Regions from separate parts of the Anas platyrhynchos genome. Here region 1 is linked to region 2. The links are chromatin contacts, called in public Hi-C maps. All regions are on one chromosome and are shown on one strand. The core of a region is the stretch at or near the end of the contact, and the rest is flanking DNA. Distances in the headings are between cores, read along the strand shown. Region 1 overlaps BLK (BLK proto-oncogene, Src family tyrosine kinase). Region 2 holds the start of LOC140002270 (gallinacin-11-like).

What was found. A called contact is a pair of places that touch in the nucleus more often than the background predicts.
Region 1: a contact with region 2 is called in a Hi-C map of subcutaneous adipose tissue, with 2.2 times the contacts expected there. The contact joins the enhancer-like site here to the promoter of LOC140002270 in region 2. A contact is called at or near these places in 3 of 8 Hi-C or Micro-C datasets (F1 follicle, liver and subcutaneous adipose tissue).

Annotation. Positions count from the first base shown.
Region 1 is chr3:117,536,775-117,541,063 of IASCAAS_PekinDuck_T2T, forward strand. It overlaps BLK (BLK proto-oncogene, Src family tyrosine kinase), which reads right to left. Exons shown (of 13, transcript XM_005030599.6): 11 at 2,680-2,830; 12 at 176-307. Among named protein-coding and RNA genes, the nearest start is that of BLK, 36 kb to the right of the region's middle. Within about 2 kb of position 2,242, at least 3 of the 8 cell types and tissues checked have an H3K27ac peak or open chromatin away from gene starts, as enhancers often do. A contact at or near this core is called in subcutaneous adipose tissue, where this site is marked.
Region 2 is chr3:117,387,957-117,392,434 of IASCAAS_PekinDuck_T2T, forward strand. LOC140002270 (gallinacin-11-like) reads left to right here and starts at 2,750. Exons shown (of 3, transcript XM_072036549.1): 1 at 2,750-3,572. The coding sequence starts at 3,515. It overlaps LOC140002272 (a long non-coding RNA gene), which reads left to right. Exons shown (of 2, transcript XR_011808613.1): 2 at 1,841-2,257.

The DNA of each region.
Region 1 (4,289 bases), core at 992-3,491, 150 kb after region 2:
CTGGGCACTATCCATGGTTGTATTCCCCTATCCATCCCTCTGCACCCTCCCCAACTCCCCTCTGTGGGTTTTGGGTTTTTTTTGGGAGTACCCCTCTACATGTCTCCGGGCATGAAGCATCACTAGATGCTATGAAGCTTCTGCATGCTCCTCCCTTACTCACAGCGCACCGTACCTGGGTAAGGGATCCTGCCATAGGTTATGATTTCGGTCAGGAGGATGCCAAAAGACCACACGTCAGATTTGATGGTGAAAACTCCAAAGTTAATGGCCTCCGGCGCCGTCCATTTGATCGGGAACTTAGCCCCTGTCCGGAGGAAGAAAAAAGAAAATCAGGAGGTGCTCATGGGCATTAGCAAGTGACTCCCCCAAATTTGAAGCCATTGTTTGCATCAGGGAGATGTCATGGGACTTATTGAAGGTACTGTGGAGTTAAGAAGAAATGGCCAGAGGAAGGTCATTGCTGCCTGTCTCCTGCTTTCACTAAAAGGTCATTTTTCCAGGCACCACTTTGCCTCTCTCAGTTCTGTTTTCTAGTGTCATCAGAGCTATTTCACTTCTAAAGACTTTTTGATATACGTGTGCTTATAAACGTGCATAGGTACTGATACACAGAAGCCAAGTATTGGAAAAAAAAAATAATTAGGTAGCTGCCAATATGCATATTAAAAAAATACAAAAAAAACACCCTCTAGGTACACTATTGTGTGTACCCTCTAGGTACACTATTTTGCTAACCTGCCGTGTGGAACCAGCGTGTTCCTGCAGCCCAAGGGATGTGCCCGTGCTACCTGAAGTCAGTGCTTACCACAGCTTGATTAGAGGCCAATGACAGCGGGATTTTTTTCTGTATTAAATTGCTCACTTCTAGGAGTCTATTTATAGCAAAAGTGCACAAATGATGCAGACATAGGCTCTCTGGTTTTCAAATCTGCGTATGTATTCTACAAACAGAAAACATCCTGTTTGGTTCTGTCCACCAAGACCTTTTTTCAGCAACTGCAGCCAGTAACGACCACACGATTGCAATTTCAGTTTTGCCGAGGCTAAATAAAAAAAAACAAGCCAAACCAACCTTGAGGCATAGGAACTGAACGTGTTAAAGACTGCAGGGAAAAACACATTTTTATTTGTATATACCCTCGCAGGGCTGAAAGCCCAAAGGCAGTGTGTGAAATAAGTGCCTTTGTTCTCGCATGTCATACTTTTGACAAGCAGACTGATGAGTTTAGGAAATGCAATCTATTAAGTGAAAATTGTTCAAAGAAGATAGAGGGGCAGTTGTTATTCAAGATTAAAGCTAGCTGGAAAAATGCTGATAAGAATTGTTTTCCACTGGAAATGTAGATCTTCTGAGTATGTTAACAGAATTATACTGATTTCACCAAAACTTCTGTTTAGGACAAAAACTCCCCTAAATAACTGCAACAGTCTCAAAGTGTCCCTTCATGACATTTCACAAATTATGTTTGTGAGATGTTTCCATTTTGAAATAATTTTATATATTTAAATGGGCATAATTTGTATCGTAAAGTATATTGAGAATAGCAAGTTGAATCAGAATTTTTCTATTGTAAAAGAAAAATAAATCTATTCAATTCCCTTTCCTCGAAATATTCCATATGGTTCCATATGGGGCACCTTAGTTTCATCCCAATTCTGGAAGAAGGTGGGTTTCCAGAATTTCATTTTTTTCTGGTAAGTGCCACGCCAGATTTAATTGTTTGGTTTTCACCATTTCTTTTATTTCCATCGTTCTCTGTAGGGCCCCTTTACAATCTGAATGGCATTCTGTCATCATTGACCTTGAAGTACTGGAAAAAAAAGCCACAGCCAGAGGAATTTGACTTAACCCTGCTGCCAGAAGGCTGTAGACAGATTTCTGCACCAACCAAACCAGCTGCCACCTCTCATGGCCGTGCTCTCCTATCCACCAACAGCTCAGACATTCAGCAGCCCCAGCAAGGGGTTTGGCTTTGCAGGTGGAACCATAAGGACATTTCATGTTAGTACAGGGAATATTGGGTTTGTCTGTTTGTTTTAGATGTTTTAGGTGTGCTGTTCCCTCAGGAAACACCTCCCAGGCTTCAAACCCCATCCCACACTTTGTAAGTTGTTGTTATTCAAGAGACGTGATCTGCTTTGGGCTCTGCTTGCCTGGGACGTCTGGAAATTTCCCCGAGGTCCAGATACATGGCTCCAGCTCCCCTCTGTGGTCCCGCGTGTGCAGTGACTGAATTACACTGCTATTTCCTTCCCTTCGGGCTGACTCACTGTTAACATGTAGGTACAGGCAGTGAGTTTCACTACTGGAGGTCAAAATTTCTCTAGGAACACAACCTGAGATTCAGCAGGACTGCCCCAAACAGTGCCAAAAGACTTTTTTTTTTTTTTTTTTTAATCCCTTTTCTCTCTGCAAACTTCACTTGCTTTTTAATATCCCCAAGTGCTGCTGCCTCTTGTGGGAGCCCATTTTTGGCTCTCGTGCTTGCTCTGCCTGCTTCCTGGGTGCTGACAGCAGCAGAAAGGGGGGTCTGGTCTCAGGCCAACGACGGCAGAGCCCTGTGCCTGGTCCCAGCTCAGCCCTCGGGTGCCCCATGTCTTGGCAGATCTGCATGGCAGGAGGGCTGGAGATAAGGGAAATTTGTTCGGTGAGGCAATGCTGGGAACGCCACTCACCTTCTTGTGCCAAATATTCGTCCTCGATGATCCTGGCCAGGCCAAAATCAGCAATTTTGCAGCAGAGCGTCTCCGAGACGAGGATGTTGGCGGCTCTCAGGTCGCGGTGGATGGAATTCATTCGCTCGATGTACGCCATCCCCTCTGCCACCTAGGAGAGGAGGAAAGAGCCCGTCTCCATCAGCACCTTCCCGTTACATCTTAGCCTGGCTTCATCTCAGCCCCATTTATAAACACACAGCAAATTTGTAGGGTTGTCCACACGCCTCCATGTGCACTGACCTCCATCCATGGATGGACGGATGGACAGACAGATCAATAAACAAGTAGATAAAGAAGTCGACAGACCCATCCATCCATAAATAGATATCGCCCCCGCACATGTGTTTATGTGCAGCTCTACCAGCACGCAGCTGGCGTCCCAAAGCTTGAAGCAGCCAAGTCGAGCCGAGCAGAAGTGTCACTCTCTGTTTTGCTCAGAGGCTGTGGCTTTGAGCTGTGTCTGCAGCTAGGTGTGGAAAGTTGAAGCAAGCCTGAAGCCACATCACTGGATTCCCAGTTTCTGCCACAAGACTCTCCCCACTTGTTATTCATAAATACTACATATTAAAGAAGTGAATTAAAAAACAAACAAAGACACAACAATAAAAAAAAAAAAAAAAAACACACACACAAAAAAAAAAAAAAAAAAAAAAAAACAACAAAAAAAAACCACCGACAACTCAAAGAGCTTGCCTCTCCCTCTGTCACAGTACCGAAGTCCAGATAAGGGACAACCAGATAATCTTCAGTCACCTCTCTTTTCCCTAGCTGGTCTGCTTTAGGGTGGGGAAGAGACCCCTGGAGGTCCTTCCACAACACAGATGAGACTGATGTTTGCTTTCCCTGGGCTGGATCCAGACTAGGAGCCAGGGACACCACGTAGCATCCCTCTGATAGCTACAGGATGCAGTAGAGCAGAAGACCCATATATATATATAGGAATATGAGTGAGATAAAGGGTAAGCCCCTGGGCAAACCCCTTGTCCTAGGCAAATCCTGTGTCCTGGGCACATGCTGCCTTCTTCAACCACCTCCAAAATTTACTTTGGGAGGTTCCTGCTCCTGAGATCCTGAGCAGGGAGCACCTAGGGGAGGTGATGAGTACCTATAAGTGCTGGCAGCAATCTTTTATTGCTGGGTGATGTAGCACAGGGGATATTGCAAAACTGCAGAGCTGCTCTATTGGCCAGGTCCAGATTTGGGCGAGGTGTTTATCAGGAGGGTGAGTGGATGCACGCAACCCCTTCTAATAATGGTTAGCATCTATTTAAACCTCTAAACGCCTGTGGGTGAAGGCAGAGCGATTTTCCACTCCATACAGATTCACATCAGCATCTCTGCTTACATGTGGTTTCAAACAGGATACTAACACATACTTTCCAATGCTGCATTTCTAACCTGTGTCAACACCCCTTCAGTGCAAGTGCTGTTTGCTGCAGTGGAAAATGGAAGAATTGATGTAATTTCCTGTCCTGATGTTAATGAGATAGCACCCGGCGATGGGCTGGTTCCAGCCCAGAGAGCTTTCGAGCTTTCACCCCTGAGACTGACCACAGGATCGAGTGCAT
Region 2 (4,478 bases), core at 1,500-3,999:
CCTTTCCTCTTTCAAAGTGTGTTGTTTCCTGTCCAACCCATCTTTGTTTGGCACCACTTTCATCATTTCCCTTCACTCTGCCTTCAGCCTGATGTCACAAATTCTGACATGTTTGCAGTCAGTTCTTACTTGCCAAGAACTCATGCTAACACCATTCACATGAAATCTCTGACACAGCTACTAGTATTTATTTTTCTTTCTAAAGAAAATAAACCATTTGAGTGTAAAAGTTTTGATGCAGTGCAGTATTTATCACAGCTATTAAGAATGACCCCTTTCAGTAAATCCTTGATGGATGAAGATAAAATAATGAGAGAAAGGTCATAAAAGCAAATAAAAATTAACCCCAAATTTACTGGAATGTTTTAAGTGATAGTTCAATAGATACATAAATTTTCTACAAAGGATATAGTTATCTAACTATGCTTAAAGCAGTTTGCTTGACTTGTACAGTCAATGAATTTCTTATCCACAGACTGTATGTATTGTGTATAAATGCAGTAGATAAAGAATATTATTTTGGAGGAAAAGACCGCTGCTGAATTTTATTGTATTTATATTAGCAGATAATTGTGGGGGAGCAAATCCCAGCATTCTCACCTGGGTTAATCCTAGAATCATTAGGGTTGGAAAAGACCTCCAAGATCTAGTCCAAATGGTAGGGTACAAGTCTACATGGAAATGCTCTTATATGAAAAAAAATAAATCTGAGCAAAACACTGTCTGAAACCCTTCCAATCTGAGTTTTTGAAAATGAGATTTGTTTTTAAATGAAGTAACTGGCATCATGTGGTGACCATTTCCGACTGTGAAAGGTATCATTGATTGGCAAGGCACGAAGTGCTAGGGGAACATCTGCTGGGGTGGGATTCTGCCTTAGACATCTGAATGAGCCTGCAAGGAAGGTGTCTATCTGTGCACTGAGCAGCATATCTCCCATTATTACTGTAGTTACATGGTTTTATGAAATTGTATGCTATATGAAGTCATATAAAGCTATAACAAGTTAAGATTCTAGTTGTATATTTGTCCTGAACGTGGGGAACTCACTCCATCAAGCTCGGTGTTTGAAACCAAACCTCTTCCCTGCTCTCCAGACCTATTATCAGATGTTTCCTCTAAATTAGCAACGCAGACGGCAGGAGGCGTGCAGCTGCCCGTCAGTCTGAGCAAGCCCTACCCAGGACCTTTTCCACCTCTTCCCACTCAAGCCTCCCACAAGAGGGAGCCATGAGCTAGCTCATGGCCAGCACCAGCCGCACAGCCAGGCAAGAGATGCATTTTACTCAGTGAACGAGCATCCTTCCCCAGGCCAGGCTGGAAATTCAGCTTATTTTTCCAAATATTTTACCAAAATTAATTTAGTACCAAATCTAAGGAGGATTTTTTTTCCCCCAGGATAAAAATTATGGTCATAATTTGAAAGGGATCAAGACTGTACAAAAGCTTATAGCCTGACAGTGAGCATATTCACGTGCAATGGGTGGAAGTGATAGGGAAGGATTTTGAATGTTAGATCATTAGAAAAGCACTCCTCTTCTAGCAGATGATCAACATGCTTGAGGTATTGTATTTCTCCTTCGTTTCCCATGGGGAAAAAAAAAATAAAGTAAAAAAAATATAGTAAAAAAAAAAAAAAAGTAAAGTAAAGTAAAGTAAAGTAAAATAAAATAAAATAAAATAAAATAAAATAAAATAAAATAAAATAAAATAAAATAAAATAAAATAAAATAAAATAAAAAAAATAAAATAAAATAATAAAATAAAATAAGGTAAATGCTTCTATTCCTTAATTAAGCATAACATTGACTTTTTTTTATTTTTCAATTTTAAAAATAAGTTTGCAAAATTGGAAGTCTGGATTCCATTTTCAGCCTGATGAAATACAATGTTGGATCTTGTCTGAGAGCTGAGATGTTCCCTTCCACTAGAATCCAAGACAGTTGACGTTTCCCCATCAGTGCCTTGTTTCATCCATTTCTCTCTGCAAGGGACCCAGACAGACCTCCTGCCACATGGCTGCCCGGGAGACCCAATGGCGCCTGCAAATCTGAACTGAAAAGCTAAGAAAGAAGCCAGAAAGGCAGAGAACAATGCACATTAACGGAGGGGAAGGCTGCTATTGTTGACATTGAGGCCGCTGGGTCAGAACAACATCCATAAATATCACGTGCAGGAACAGGCTCAAGTAGGTGGCACTGTTTTATAAAATAAACCACACCAAACCAAACCAAAATAAAACAAAACAAAACAAAACCTACAGCATTTAATTTGTCAACAGAAAAGTGACAAAGCATTTCCTCAGGACACCTTGGAGCAGACAGTGGGCAAACACCTGCTTCTGTCTTATGGGCATCCCTAAAGCACTGGGTGCTGGGGAAGAGACCAGCATGAGCATGCTCTGGTTGAACAGCTTCAGCAACAGCTACAGCACCCTGCGGTGCAAACCACCTCCAACACATCAAGATTTTGCTCTGTAAGTAGCAAAATTCTGTTTTTAACAATACAGCAAGTTCCAGAAAATGAAGTCCTGGTAGCCAGACCACAAACCAAGCCAGCTAATTTCAGGCTGCTCTAACATCTTGCTCTGGGCATGAGGAAGCAACACCTGGGAGAACAGTGGTACACACTGACTCCTCCCTGGGAAGACTTTTTGCCATTTTCTGCATGATTTCACCTAAATACGTCATAAAACCAAACAAGCTTTGCCAAGAAAGGTTGGTGCTTTCTGACTGACACATGTTTTCCATATGATGCTCAACACTTCCAGGCTGAATCCAAGCGTAAACCCCTGAACCTTAACTAATCTGCAGCTTGCCTTACCAACCTGCTGCTCTACCTTTGAGGTGTAAGTTCTTCCCAGTTCTTCTACATTCTGCTGGAGTTCAAGTGCCTGCTCCAAGTGAAATAAGAGTGGAGATGGGAAATGCCCTGTGATGTGTGCTGGCTTGACCTGGATGGGTTAACTCACCATCTGGGTGTTTTCCAAGGTGTCTGAGAGCAAAACGAGCAAGCACAGGATCCAGGAGACATCATTATCTGTCGAGATCTTCACTTTCTTGTGCATTTCACCATTTTTCACATCTTCAGATTGCTCTGCTCGTCTTGATTTTCCAGGATTTCCAAGATAAACCAGGGAGGGTGCAAGGCAACCACTGATGTTGTTTCAAGGAAAGGGTTCAAGATGTCCTGAATGAGTTAGGAGACTAGGAGAATATTAAATAGTGCTTACACAACTATATGTAGGTGCTTACATCTCGGTGTCTTAATCTATGGGAGGTGTAGCTACCTCTCGGATTGCTTTTGTGCCCCTCTGCCATTGTTCGGGTTTAGCAGCGTGCAGCGGTCAAGCTGTACTTGTGGCTCCGTGGCCCGCCTTCCACCCTCACCACTGCCAAGGTCCCTGGACAGCCAGCTCTGTTCCCACAGCTCTATAAAGCTGGAGTGCTCCCTCCTGCCCTGCTCCACATTTCTGGTGCTGTGGTCCTGTCCCCTGCAGCTGGGACCTCCTGCCATGAAGCTTTTCTCCTGCCTCGTGGCTGTTCTCCTCTTCCTCTTCCAGGCTGCTCCAGGTAAGGGGCAAGACCCAGGTGGGGTCTGCATTTACGAGGTCAGAGTCTTGTTGCTGCTCCTTTTAGAGATGTTCCCTATTTCTTAGTCCTGGAACTGAAAGGAAAGATGAAGCCAAAGTGACCAGATACCAAACCAGAATTTTCTGATGGGAGGTACGGGTTAAACCACAACGGGGTCGCTGGCTTTTCAAAACTCCTTGAAGTTACTTTATGGCGTTTGGTGGTACTGCTGGAAGAAGGCACCATGGAAATGATCTGCCTCTTCATAACCCAGGGTCGCAAGTACTCTCCTTTATGTACTGTAGGAAAGGGATGGAAGCATTACCTTGTATTACTCAGGTTGAACTACACCAAAGAAGTTTGCGTTGGCTCTGTGAATATCCTGGCTCCCCTTCCTCAGCCCTTCTGTTGCACCAATTCATTTACTGATTGTGCTTTTAGCCTAACTTTTCTTCATATTTAAGGAAATTCCCCCTTCTTGGGGTAAAGCTTTCAGAAAAGGAAGGAACTGGGCAAATCTGCTGTCCCTTGTAACTGGACCAGATCCCAACCCTGGGTGTTGTGTAAGGTGTAGGTACATCTCAGGTGGGTAGGTACAAGCACCTTGTTGTCCCTTCCATGACCAGCCTAAAGCACAGCAGTCCCAGAACTAAGGGGCATCTGAAGGCTACCCACTAAGGGATAGGATATGATCAAGGTCAGGATATGATCAGAAACAACAGCTATCTTTTTCTCTGGTTGTACAAAGGCCTTCCTTGGAGTCCTGTGAGGTCCACGAGGCTTCTCAGAAATTTTGGAGAATCTGTCTTGTGCTTTTGGGGTATTTGTATCAGACCCGTACTAGGGGTCCATGGGGTTTCAGCAGGAGGAAGACCATGGGAAATGGACTGATCCTGCAGCACAACT